3 separate regions of the Mus musculus genome follow, and regions 2 and 3 are each linked to region 1. A link is a contact called in public Micro-C and promoter capture Hi-C data. All regions are on one chromosome and are shown on one strand. Each heading gives the region's core, a stretch centred on a gene start, on an enhancer-like site or on the middle of the called end of the contact. The rest is flanking DNA. Distances are from core to core; before and after follow the strand shown. Region 1 holds the start of Ctnnbl1 (catenin, beta like 1). Region 2 holds the start of Ghrh (growth hormone releasing hormone). Region 3 holds the start of Tgm2 (transglutaminase 2, C polypeptide).

The links. Promoter capture Hi-C pulls out the DNA fragments that hold promoters and counts their contacts. A called contact is a pair of places that touch in the nucleus more often than the background predicts.
Region 2: a Micro-C map of embryonic stem cells shows a contact between it and region 1, with 2.2 times the contacts expected there. The contact joins the promoter of Ghrh here to the promoter of Ctnnbl1 in region 1. A contact is called at or near these places in 1 of 39 promoter capture datasets (stem cell-derived epiblast-like cells), 1 of 484 Hi-C or Micro-C datasets (embryonic stem cells), 1 of 115 datasets of contacts at active chromatin or transcription factors (bone marrow-derived macrophages) and 1 of 9 other capture datasets (liver).
Region 3: a contact with region 1 is called in a promoter capture Hi-C map of hippocampal neurons, with 4 times the contacts expected there. The contact joins the promoter of Tgm2 here to the promoter of Ctnnbl1 in region 1. A contact is called at or near these places in 4 of 39 promoter capture datasets (embryonic stem cells, hippocampal neurons and stem cell-derived epiblast-like cells), 4 of 484 Hi-C or Micro-C datasets (all in embryonic stem cells), 2 of 115 datasets of contacts at active chromatin or transcription factors (both in embryonic stem cells) and 1 of 9 other capture datasets (embryonic stem cells).

What each region holds. Positions count from the first base shown.
Region 1 is chr2:157,735,956-157,739,932 of GRCm38.p6, forward strand. It overlaps Ctnnbl1 (catenin, beta like 1), which reads left to right and starts at 1,446. Exons shown (of 16, transcript NM_025680.4): 1 at 1,446-1,604. The coding sequence starts at 1,575.
Region 2 is chr2:157,343,826-157,348,467 of GRCm38.p6, forward strand. Ghrh (growth hormone releasing hormone) reads right to left here and starts at 2,830. Exons shown (of 5, transcript NM_010285.3): 1 at 2,747-2,830.
Region 3 is chr2:158,145,022-158,149,074 of GRCm38.p6, forward strand. It overlaps Tgm2 (transglutaminase 2, C polypeptide), which reads right to left and starts at 1,371. Exons shown (of 13, transcript NM_009373.3): 1 at 1,270-1,371. The coding sequence starts at 1,279.

The DNA.
Region 1 (3,977 bases), core at 196-2,695:
TCCCAAAGTAGATAACATAAAATCCACTCTCCTTAACAACACTCACAAAGCCCACGGTGAAACCTTCTCTGTCATGCGTTGTTCTGGGCTTTGAAGATTCGAGGGTGAGGTTGACAAACTCAATCCCAACTTTTAGAGAGTTTGGAGTCCAATTAATGAGGCTGTCAAAACATAAAATGTCAACCATCAAGTACAAAATGACAGATTGAGTCTGTGAACAGTAGAGGAAGTGCTAACAGAGAGAATAATGAGGAGAGGTTGTGGCAGTTTGAGGAATAACAATTTTCTTATGTGTAGTTGGAGGTAGTTGAATGGGGTTTCTGGATGGTGTCTGTTGTAATCCCAGAAGAGGAACGCCTTGACTATCTCTCAATAATGGGCAAATTCCTTCCCCAGGAACCAACCTTTATATATATATAAATGTGTGTATGCGTGTGCTTGTGGGTCTGCACAGAGACCAGAAGAGAGCACCAGATCCCCCAGAACTGGAGTTACAGGCAATTGTGAGCTGTCCAGCATGGGTGCTGGGAACGGAAGTAGACGTCTAGAGAGCAGTAAATGGTTCTAAGCGCTGAGCCATGTCTCCAGACCCCCAGACCCTTTAATACAGCTTGGGTAGACAGGAGATCTTCCAGTTGCCACTGGGTCTTGTGTTAGTGAATACAAAGAAGCCTGGGGGAAAAAAACAAACATGATATCAATGGTTTCTCAGCCACCTATGGCCGGAAGCCATTTTGTAAGCCCAGGGGAAGCATAATGGGAACCCCAAAATGAAATCCACATATACAATTTCAGTATATCTACTAAGTACGCTTAACAAATGAGAGGAAAGTCAAATTCATTTCATAATATATCTTCCTTTACCCAGTAAGTGAAAAAAAAAAAAGGAACCAGTTCAAGTACGAAAAATCCACTGTGCATTTGATTAACACTTAACATCTTTATTAGGACTAGGCACACTTCAAGTGCCCCAGAGCCACATGTGACTAACTATGGGGCGCATAATTTCAAACCTCAGCTCCTTCCTCTCCCTCTTTCCCTCCCTCTTCTCTCCCTGTAGCCCTAGCTGTCCTGGAACTCGTTTCTGTAGACGAGGCTGTCCTCGAACTCAAAACATATGCCTGCGGAGCTCTGCCTGCCTCTGCTTCCCCAGTGCTGGGATTAAAGGCATTCAACACCACCAACAGGCCAACTTCAATTATCTGTGAAATGAGAATGAAAGAACAAAAGTGCCAGTCTCTGGAAGCTCTTTAAGGTTACCCACGAAATGCCAAGCACTCTGCTCTACTCTTGGATAACGGCCTCGCTTTTAGGTTCATCCCCTAAGTATCCGCCCCTTTCCCCGCCCCTTCAGGTTACAGGCGGAAGCAGAATTGTCAAAACGCGGCGCGCTTTACGGCAGCGCGTCCTTTTACGGCAGTGTGGCGGGCTCACCGGCCACGCGCTCTTTTACTCTATTGGTTCTGGGGCCTGGCGCTTTACGGCAGTGTGTCAGGAAAAGCCTCTGAGCGGCCCGTGGTTCGGGAGTTGAGTGGAGGCAACCAGGGTACCCTGTGCTGATTGGGTCCGGAACCATGGACGTGGGCGAACTTTTAAGCTACCAGGTAAGAGCAGTTGGCGAGGCCGGAGGGCTCCTCATCCTCGCTCGGGTAGCAGGGACAGAGTCCCGTCATCTTGCCTCCCCTCGGTCCCTGGCCCTCACTTCTCATGTCACCCGGGCTTGCATCCTGTCATTGCACTTCACTCCCCTAAGCCCTCTGGACCCTTTCGACCCCTTCCTTCTCCAGACCTGAGCCTTGTGATTTCTGTTCCCCACCCGGTAGCCCTCAGCTCCTCTTCCGTCTCGTTTCTACCAATTCACAGGGCTTGGGGAGACAGTTGTGAAGACCCCCGCCCCCCCCCCCCCCCCGGTGTTGAGCCTCAGTTTCTTTACCAAGTGTCAGTGTAGCTTTGGAGAAGTCTTTCTCCCGTCACGGAGTCTCAATTCTTCTTTTAAAATCTATAAAGTGGATGGATGTATGTGAAAGGTCATTTGAAAGTGCAGAAACCTGTGCCCACGTTCCCTGCTATTGTTAAGCTGTTTGGAAGACGGAGCTTGGAATGGGTCGGTAAGAGACCTCTCGACCTCCTTGCTCAGGGTGCTTGTGAGGAACGGGTGACCCAGAGAGAAGAAAGGACTCTCTTGAGGTCACTCAACAGTTACAAAGCTCAAGTGTCCAGACTCCCAACTCAGAGTTTTGTCCCTCTTTTGACTGCCTAACGAGGCTTCTTGTGTCCATCTTTGTTTTCATTAGCTGCAATAGGCGTTGGGACCCATAAACTGTAATTATTCTGAATTAGGAAGTACTGTAATTGTAAATCACACTTCATTTTAAAGACTTAGTATGAAAAAGGTAGTATTTTTATATTGATCACAGATCCTTGATCATATTGATTGAATATGTATGAGGCCATAATATGATGGAGCAGACTTTGGGTGATGGATGAAATAAAAAGTGGGTAAGCCAACCTTATCCACTTGCATTTTGTTCAAGGTGTGATGTTTTAAAAGTGATAGCTTTGCAGTCAAGAGTAGGCAGTGAGAACCTGTGAACTTGAGTTTAAAAGTGATAGCTCTAGGCCGGGCGTGGTGGCTCGTGCCTTTAATCCCAGCACTTGGGAGGCAGAGGCAGATGGATTTCTGAGTTTGAGGCCAGCCTGGTCTACAGAGTGAGTTCCAGGACAGCTAGGGCTATACAGAGAAACCCTGTCTCTAAAAAAAAAAAAAAAAAAAAACTCAAAAAACCCCCAAAACCAACAACAACAAAAAAGTGATATCTCTGCAGGCCAGAGTAGGCGGTAAGAACCTGTGAACCTGAGCTGTTAGCCATGGCTGCCTTGAATCTCAGTGCCTGAAAGTTGGGAGGGAGGCAGCGGCCAGTGGGTCACTGAGTTCCAGGCCAGCCAGGGGTACATACTGAGACACCCCACCACCACTACAATAAAATAAAATAAAAGGCCTGGATTTGGAGCCCCAGGTTGCCTTCCATGCCTTTTGCCTTACTAACTAGTTGTTGTAATCTTGAACAGATACCTCATGGTACCGACCTTATGGTCGGTTGTGAAGAAAGTTCTTCTTCTGGTAAGAGTCTGTTAAGAAGCTGGCGCCTTTAATCCCAGCACTTGGGAGGCAGAGGCAGGTGTATCTCATTGAGTCCGAGGCCAGCCTGGTCTACAGAGGACAGCCAAGGCTACACAGAGAGACTCTGTCTTGAAAAACCAAAAAATAAAAGCAAACCAAAATGAAAGAACAACAAAAAGCCTAGCTATGTCTGGTGGTTGGTGATTCACACCTTTAGTCCCAGCATTTGGGAGGAGGCAGAGGCAGGCGGATTTCTGAGTTTGAGGCCAGCCTCGTCTACAGAGTGAGTTCCAGGACAGCCAGGGTCTCACAGAGAAATCGTGTTCAGAAACCAAACCAAACCAAAAGAAAAGAAAAAAGAAAAGAGAAAAAAAAAGCAGTGTTAGGCCAATGTTTGTTGCAGTTAAAACAGCCCATAAATACTAATATTGGTAGTTATTTCCTTTAGCCAATATATACAACACTGACCCCGTAGATGGAGACTCCAGGCCTGATGAGAAAGAATACATTAAAAGAAAAAAAGGGAAAGAATACATAAGCAACAGATAACAGATGCGAGGCCATAATAGTTTTCTCTTTAAGATATGTAATTGGTGATGAAACAAGAAAGATGGTGGGAAGGTCACCGATGAGTGCTCGTCTGGGAGTTCTGGGCTGGCTAGTCCAGTCCATTGTTTCAGATGTGGAGCAACACTACCAGAAGGGGCCCATTCTTTGGTTACAGATATTTATTGACCATCTACTGTGTGCAATGCACTTGGTCCACTGAGCATATGATGTGGAAAGAAATGAGACAAGGCTCTTGCTTTTGTGTGAAAAGGCAAATATGGTGGGGGAGTCACCAGAGAATAACTAA
Region 2 (4,642 bases), core at 1,580-4,079, 390 kb before region 1:
GCTTTAAAAGAATTATAGAGGGGTGATGGTGGCATGTGCCACCTTTAGTCTCAGCACTCGGGAGGCAGAGGCAGGCAGATCTCTGCCTCTGAGGCCAGCCTGATCTACATACTGAGTTTTAGGACAGCCAGGACTAGGTAGAGGGCCCCTGTCTCAAATATATGTGCAAGTATCTGTGGAGGCCAGAAAAAAGCATTATATTCCCTATAATTAGTTACAAGTAGCTGTGAGCTGCCCAATGTGAGGGATAGGTGGGAACTGAACCCAGGTCCTTTGCAAGAAGAACAAGCACTCTCAACTGCTGGGCCATCTCTCTAGGCTCTCTACTTTATTCTCCAAGACATTCTTTTTGAACCTGGTGTTTACCAATTCCACTGGATCGGCTGGTCAGCAAAGTCGCCGGGAATTAAACTTACAGGGATGCTGTTTGACCTAGATTCTGGGGATCTGAGTCCCAGTGCTCAGACTTACATAGCTAATTCCCAATTGAGCGCCGTGTCGTCTGGTCCTTTGTGTGCTTCTCGGATGGATTGATTGATTCCTAATTCAACTGTTTAGGGTAGGGCCTAGGATTCTGGAGTATTAATCAAGGCCCTGATTTATTTTGATATGAACCTGGGTTTGTGGCTCCACCAGCAGGAAATATAGATAATTTAGACTAAGCTATGCAGGATATCAAATGCCACACTAAGGAAGTTAGTCATTTCTTGTTCTCCACAGAGAGAGGCCACTGGAGGCTCTAGAAGCCTGGTGGGATGGTTTGGGAGGCAGAACATTGGCAGCAGCCTGAAGGAAATGAATCCAGTCAGGAAGCCCAGGCCAGTGAGCCTAGGGCCTGAAGCAGTGCAAGGGTGGAAGGTAACTAAGGGAGGCTCCGCAAGATGAGTATAGGCTAGACCAGCACAGCCTGGACCATCATAGCCTGGACCAGCACAGCCAAGACCAGCACAGCCTGGACCAGTACAGCCTTGCCGAGCATAGCAGAGCAGCCAGGTGAGAGAAGTGAAGGGAAAGGATGCCCACTGAGTCTACGGATGACTGCAGGGAGGGTCAGGATGCTTGTGGGGATCAAGGAAGGGATGGGAGCACCATTTGCACATGTTGGGATTGGAGTATCATGAGACCTCCAAGAAACCCTGGGGACCAGGTGGCTGGGTCTGGTCCAGATCTTGGAAGTGAGAGTTGCTTCTCTAAGCTGCCTCCTTCTTCCCTCCCTTCCTTCCTTGAAGGGCACAGGAGTCAGAAGCAGGGTGGGGATGGGGAGACCTTGGTAAATTTACACCTACCTTCAAGACAGTGGAAGTGGATGTAGAAAAAGGGAATCCAGGCCAGTGAGATGGCGCAGCAGATAAAGGTGCTTCCCACGCAGACCCAAGCACTTCCATTCCATCCCTGGGACCCGCATAAGTTAGAAGGAGAGGGGGCAGCCCTGCAAAGTTGTCCTCTGACCTCTACACACACACTAATAACAAAGTCAAAAGGGCTGGAGAGATGGATCAGTGGTTAAGAGCACTGACTGCTCTTCCGAAGGTCCTGAGTTCAAATCCCAGCAATCACATGGTGGCTCACAACCATCTGTAATGGGATCTGACTCCCTCTCTCTTCTGGAGTATCTGAAGAGAGCTACAGTGTAATTACATAAAGATATAAAAGGAAGGAAGGAAGGAAGGAAGGAAGGAAGGAAGGAAGGAAGGAAGGAATTGAAAAGATCCCAGGGAGGAAGCAGCTGCTCTGTCAGCCTGGACCCAGAGGAGCAGATGCTCATCCCATAGAGATGGGATCTCAAAACTAAGATTCTCTTCTTGTCTGAGTCTCCCAGAGGCAAACCCCACCCTCAGGTTCACAACATCCAGATCTGAAGCCTGGGGGGTGAGAGGGAGAAGAAACAAATGGGTCCCTGCAAGAGAGGAGGGCAACTGCTTAGTGGGAGAACCCCGACGGAGCATCCCTGGGGTCCCGGGTTCCACCCTCAGCACCAGAAAAGGAATGAAGATCCGTGAGAGAAAGCCGGAGGAGACTGACAATTTCAGCGAGCAATTGTGGTGTTTGTCATCTCCCTCACTGGACTGTTTTGAAGCAAATCCCAGACTGGTAAATATTTCAGCACGTATCTCAAGCAAGAGAAGGGTTCTTTCTTTAACAGAGTCACAATCCCATTATCATCCTTTAAGGAAAGAAAGAGTCTAACGGTAATTCCTATAGAGGGCAATTTGACGAAGCCTCAGAATGGAAGCCAGGCCAACGGTCCTTAAGCCACAGCCATCACAAACCCATGATAAGGAATTTAAATTCTCCCAAGATAATTATAGCCAAGGTGAAGAGGAGATTGGAAAGGCAGGGATTTTAGAAGCTTTTGGGGGGGGGGCCTGGGAAGGAAATGTTATTTTAAAGGGTGGTGGGAATGAGGTATAGAAACATTTGTAGAACATAAAAGAAAAACGGTTTTCTTGATTCCATTTTTCTCACCCAGGGGCCTTTAGTCATAAATAAGAAACGGGTACCAGGTCTGAAGTGAACCAAATCAGATAAAAATAACAAAAGAGGAATGGCTAAATGCAACAAAAGAGATGGACCCAGCTCATTTCCCACCCAGGCTATGCAGTTCCGTGCACTTCACAAGGAAGGGTATTTAGCCATATTGCTGTTCATCAGAGGTCTGTGAACTCCTATGAACCAATTAGTGAGGATATTGTCCCTCAGTAGCGGCAGCAGGAGAGCTAGGTTCAAAATTTACATGTCTACTTACTCTGTGATGTTGTGGGAGCCAGATGAGCAGGGAGCCGCAACCAGGAGAGACCTGCGACCTGGAGAGCCGGCCTGGATCACCAGTGATGCCCAGGCCCTGACGATCTCATCTTAAGGCCAGCAGGAGCAGGACTCCTCCTTCTCTGCCCTGGGCCTGTATGTTCCAGAGCACGTACATGGCCTTTTGGCTCCACTTCTGCTACTCTGAGGTAGTCATCACCAGTTTTCGGGTTATAGGTTAAATTTCCTCTCTGAGTAAGGTCATGTCCAGATAGCAAGCACCTCAGGTCCTTTTCATGCAAATAAAATATTCCCTTCACTGTGGCCTTGGCCAGTGATGCACATTCTCTCTGAGTGCCCCTACTCACTCCCCAAAAGTTTAAATAGCATTTGTGCTCCTCAACTGAATGAGTTGCTCAGTAAAGCCTGCCTCCAGAGTCTGTTCGTTTTGTTTTGTTTTGTTTTGTTTTGTTTTGTTTTGTTTTGTTTTTTCAAGACAGGGTTTCTCTGTGTAGCCCTGGCTGTCCTAGAACTCACTCTGTAGACCAGGCTGGCCTCGAACTAAGAAATCTGCCTGCCTCTGCCTCCCAAGTGCTGGGATTAAAGGCATGCACCACCATTGCCCAGCCAGAGTCTGTTCTTGTTGGGCTCACAACAGCCTGAGGTTTCTATCACCTCCAGCCATTCCTGCCTTGATTTCCCATTTAGGCCACCAGTCAATTCCCTGGCATCGTGCCAATCAGGGAAGAGGAGCAGGTGGCACTGTTACTCTTTAATATTGGGCAAGTTAGAGCCTCTCTCTGAACTGATTTGTGAACCGAAGGTGGTAGACTCCAGATTTGATGCGCCAATAAACTACCTAATAAAGCGGTGTGCAGCTCCTGGGGTTCAGAACGTGTTCCTGGGACTTGGCTCGGTGTTCCGTGGCATCTGCAGAACGCTCCAATAAGCTCAATGAAAGGTGCCATGGAGACGCCTTGTGCTTATTATGCCGGTTCGTGCCTTGGAAAACAGTCAGGACTGTATTCTACGGACCCCTGGAAAGAAAACGGAAGGCAGCCCTTGGGGAGCCCCTAGGAGGTGGCTAGGAAGGCGTGCTGTCCGGATGCCGCTTCCAGCCATCCACAGATGGGCTGGGTTGCCCAAAGCCCAGGAAACAAATTGAACAAATCAGCTAAAATGACTGTCCAGTGTCCCGTTTCCACACACCATGGCACAGAAAGGGATTTGGTGGGTGGTTGCCAGGGACCGGGGACTGCAATGAAGCTAGAAGAGCGGGGCCTGACCGAGCATGCCGGATGTTGCTGTCCTCTGTTTCTGGATCCTGGGACAGGGGCCTGTGGAATTGTGTATGTCCAGAGCCTTAAGAACTGGTGTTGGAGAGGAGCCAGACAGAGTAGGCGAGAAACAAAACAGACTCTGTCCTATGTGCAGAAGAGAAGCCCTTTTCCCGAGTGAGTCTTGCTTCTGACAGGCTGCGGCATCTGGAGAGAGGAGACTCGACTCCAGCTGCTCCTGCTTCTATTTCTAGTTCCTCCAGTGGGCCTCGCCGGCTCCCATCACCAGGTCTCTTGCTCATCCAGCCCTCATCCAGGAAGGCAGCTAGCTCTTTGTCCCTGCCAGCCTCTGCTTAGAGCTTGGTGCTGACCGCTGCCCTCCCCTGCCTGCCTGTTTCCAACAAACTGCTGCATTTCAGACCCTTAAAAACAAAACAAAGCTGTACTGGCCACCACAGCTCTTTATGTACTTGTCTCTTCTTTTAATTTAAAAATTAAAATTTTATTTACTTTTATTTTTTAGTTTCTAACCTTTGTCTTTCCTCCTTTCTCTCTCTCTCTCCCCTCCCCCTTTCTTTTCTTTTCTTTCTTTCTGCCTTCCTTTCTTTCTTTCTTTCTTT
Region 3 (4,053 bases), core at 121-2,620, 410 kb after region 1:
TACAGAAGGCTTCTACAAAAACCACCTCAAGTGAAAGGTCTGTGGCCCTTGCTACAAATCAAAAAGCAGGTGCCTGGTAATGACCGACCACACCACAGCAAAGAAGTTAACGCCACTGCCACTGAGGCTGGGCAGACCCACAAAATCCTCAACGTTGGAAGGCTCAAGCAGGAAAAAGGCCATTTTTCTAGAAGCCCTGGTGGCAACCATCCCCTGGCCTGGGGAGACAGGGTGGAGTACCCCACCCACACAGGCTGAAGGGTGCAGTAGCCAGGGTTCAGAGTCATAGAGGCCAGGGGGAACCTTGGTGGAGGAAGCCCCAGCAGAGTAATCCGGGGCTGTCTCTGAGGTCCCCCAGATTTTGGGGATAGGGATGGAAAACTGCCTTGCAGATAAGCAGCCCCTTTGGTGACACTTCACAGCCTGTTGAGGTTTCAGAAAAAGGAGTGACCGAGGCCTCTGGAATTTCCCTGTTTGCTTCAGGTCCCTCTGAACATCCCCTCTCTTGCCTCATGTCCCTTCTCTGAGGTCACAGTGCAGGCAGATGCCATCCCTGAATGGACTTGACCTTATAGTCAGCTGGGATTCTGGTCTGACCGTGTTAGGAACATCCTCCATTGTACAAGTCCTGACTCATGTGATCCCGAGTGTTTCCCATGCACACATGTGAGCACATGTGAAGGAGGCAGGCAGGGAATGAACAGGACCCTGGACCCTCTCCACTCTTCTCAGCCCTGTGGCTGTACCAAGGCTGGTCCAACTGCCCCTAACTTACAGCAGAGAACCCTGAGCTTCAACAAGTGGACAAGGAGAATCTGGGCTTGGAGAACACGAGGGCTCAAGAGGACCTGAAAGAACAGGCAGGCCTGGCTTCAGTGGCGCTCCACCAGATGCTGGAATTGAGACCACAGAATCAGCCAGGAAAGTTGTACCCCTTTCCAGGCACAGAGAAAAGCCAAGTGCCCCCTGCGCTGGCCAGCATCCCTGAGTGGCTCCCCTGCACCTGGCACACAGCAGGGACCCAGTTCTTAACTACTTATTGGGAGACCCATGACAGTAACTCACCCTTCCCAGTACACCTTCTGGGTAGCATTTTCACCTCATCCAAGGGGCAGAATTAACGGCTATGCCCTGGGGTGGGGAAAACTGAGGCCAACAATTCAGGGCCAGCAAGGTGCCTCCCATTGGCCCACCTGTCGCTCTCCTCTGGAGCTTTGGAGACAGCCCAGCCTGCTCCCGACTCTACCTCCCCGCGGCCCAGGCACTCACCCTCTGCCATGGCCAGGCTAGCGGCGACAGCTCAGACGCAGCGGGACACTCAAGCGAGGATCACCAGCGCGGTGCTGCGGACCAGCCGCGCGGCGCGAACTTATAGCCCAGGGCGGCCGGGCGGCCGGGCGGGCCCCGGGCGGGGCGGGGCGGACACCCCCGGCTGTCTGTCCGGGAACTAAGGCTGCCGGGAGCGCCCCCTGCTGGACACAGGACGACCTCGGAACAGACACCTGGAGCGTGTGACCAATACCCTAGACACAGAGATATGCTCCACAAGCCAAACCAGTGGCCAAGAACACGCACCTCTCCACACATATACATGAATATACCACACACACACACACACACACACACACACACACACACACACACACAGATACGTATGCACATACATACCACATCCATACATACACATAAACCATCTACACATGTATACTATACACACACATACTGCATGCAAACACATGAACATGCCATACACACATGCACATGGAGCAGGCACACACACACACAACCAAGCCGACAGATAACCATAGAGATCCACACATAGTCCCATAGAATCAACTAACAATTTTGGACACACAATGCTTAAAGGAACATCCCACATTAAGTCACATTGCAAACCTAGAGAGCCAGGACATAGGCATAGCCAGACACGGGGCTGGGTTTCCACGAAGCCACATATAACCCTCAAATGCGTAGGTATCTGGATGTGGGTGCTTATAGACTCTTGGCAGACAGGGGTGCAGGTACTGGCACGCGGACTCCCACAGACACCCATACCCTTCCTGTCCCACCCAGCCACTCATTCCGATAATTCCCCCACCCACCCATTGCTCGCCCATCCTCTTGCCTATCCCTGTTCCCATCCCTCTCCCTGTGCTAGCCCACTGTGAACTACAGCCAGAAGAGCCCAGGGACCACCGTACCGCTGACCCTTCCCATGGACCAACTCCATCCTGGCTTCTCTGATGACAGCTTGCTAAGCTCCCTTACCACCATGGAGCCTGAGTGGGCGACTTCTTGAAAAGGCATAGGCCTGTGAATCCCTCTAGCCCTTCTTCTGGAACACATTGCATGACTGGCCGCTTTGACCTGAGAGGATACCCCCAGACTCTATTTGAGTGTGACTCAGGGTGCCAAGACAAGCCCATACAGTCCTTGGGGACCCCGGGGTCACCCCACTTTATGGTAGTTGTTATAGAAATTGCTCCCTGTGACTGGTGAAGGACCAGAGGGAGGAGTTGGCGAGTGACCACCAGACAAGAGGCAATTCTTGATTACGCATGCTGCCCCTGACAGTTAGGGGCTCAGGGAGGTATCTCGCCTTTGGGGGCCTCCATTCCATCCTGTGAGGAATAAGGACAAGAATTCATTCCTCATGAGTTTGAATGGGGCATAGTCAAAGTGGTCAACACTAGGGACTCTTGAGCCCAGGCTGGCCTAAGAGTGTCAGCCCTGTCAGAGAAGGTAAGAGCTGTGTCCGCTGACCTTTCCCATCCTAGAAGGACGCATTCTTCCTACCCTTGTCTCCACCCAAGTGCCTCAGAGAACAGGTATGTTATGAAGTCATCCAGACCCCTGCTGTGACTACCATAGAACCCACAGCCAGCCCTCCTAGGGCTGATGTGGAGGCCTGGTCACTCTTGCTACCATCATGTCCCTTTGTTCCTATTTGTATGGTGGCAGCCCTTCCTCCTTAAAGTCCTGTCTAGGTTCCCCAACAGTGGTGTGGCTTGGGCCTCCCTTAACCATTGTATCTCCCACCCATCGTACAATGGAGGCATGCATGGGGGTCACTGTGAGAGGTCCCAGTGGGGTCAGGATTAGCAAGCTGTGATTCACTGAACAGATGGTGGGGGTGTCCCACCAGTTATTTGGGGTGCCTGTGAGAGACTCAGCATGAAACTGCAGGCTTGCTCCTCACCCCGTGGCCAACACTGCATCCTTTCTCTGTCTTTTCTACAGAACTGTAGCCAACTGAGTGGTGGCTCAGGGCCTTAAGCCACCATACTGGACTGGGTCCATTGACTTAAGTAAGGTGGCAGGCAGGGGCTAGGGCAGAACTGGATTCAGAGACTTGGTTCTCAGTCCTGTGACTTGGGTCCTTTGCCTGACTCTGACTTCAGTGTTCAGTTGAGAAGGTCTATGAGACCTTGCTGTGTCATACCTCACAGGGGCAGATAAGACTCAGAAGTGGGGGCTGGAGAAATGGCTTATTGGTTTGGGGGGCACTTGGCTGCTCTTGCAGAAGACCTGGGCTCAATTCCTGGTCCCTACATGGAAACTTACAACTCTCTGTAACTTTAAGATCTAACACCCAGGGCCCACATGGAAGGTCATAACTGTCTGTAACTCCAAGATCTCTCTCTCTCTCTCTCTCACACACACACACACACACACACACACACACACACACACACGCACACACACATGCACACACACACATGCACACACACACACGCACACACATGCACACACACACATGCACACACACACACGCACACACACACACGCACACACATGCACACACATGCACACACACACACATGCACACACACACATCCACACATGCAGCCAAAACACCAATGTACATAAAACTAAATTATTTTTTAAATTAAAAAAAAAATCTCAGAAGTGCCTTGGTGGTGGGGTGTGGAGAAGGTGGTGGAGGGTTGCAGGTCCCTGGAGAGCACTGTGTGGAACCCTTTGCCATGCTTTGCTGGGAACGGACTGTGCAGTTGTCTGAGCAGGAAGTGCATGGAGCTCACTATTGTTTAT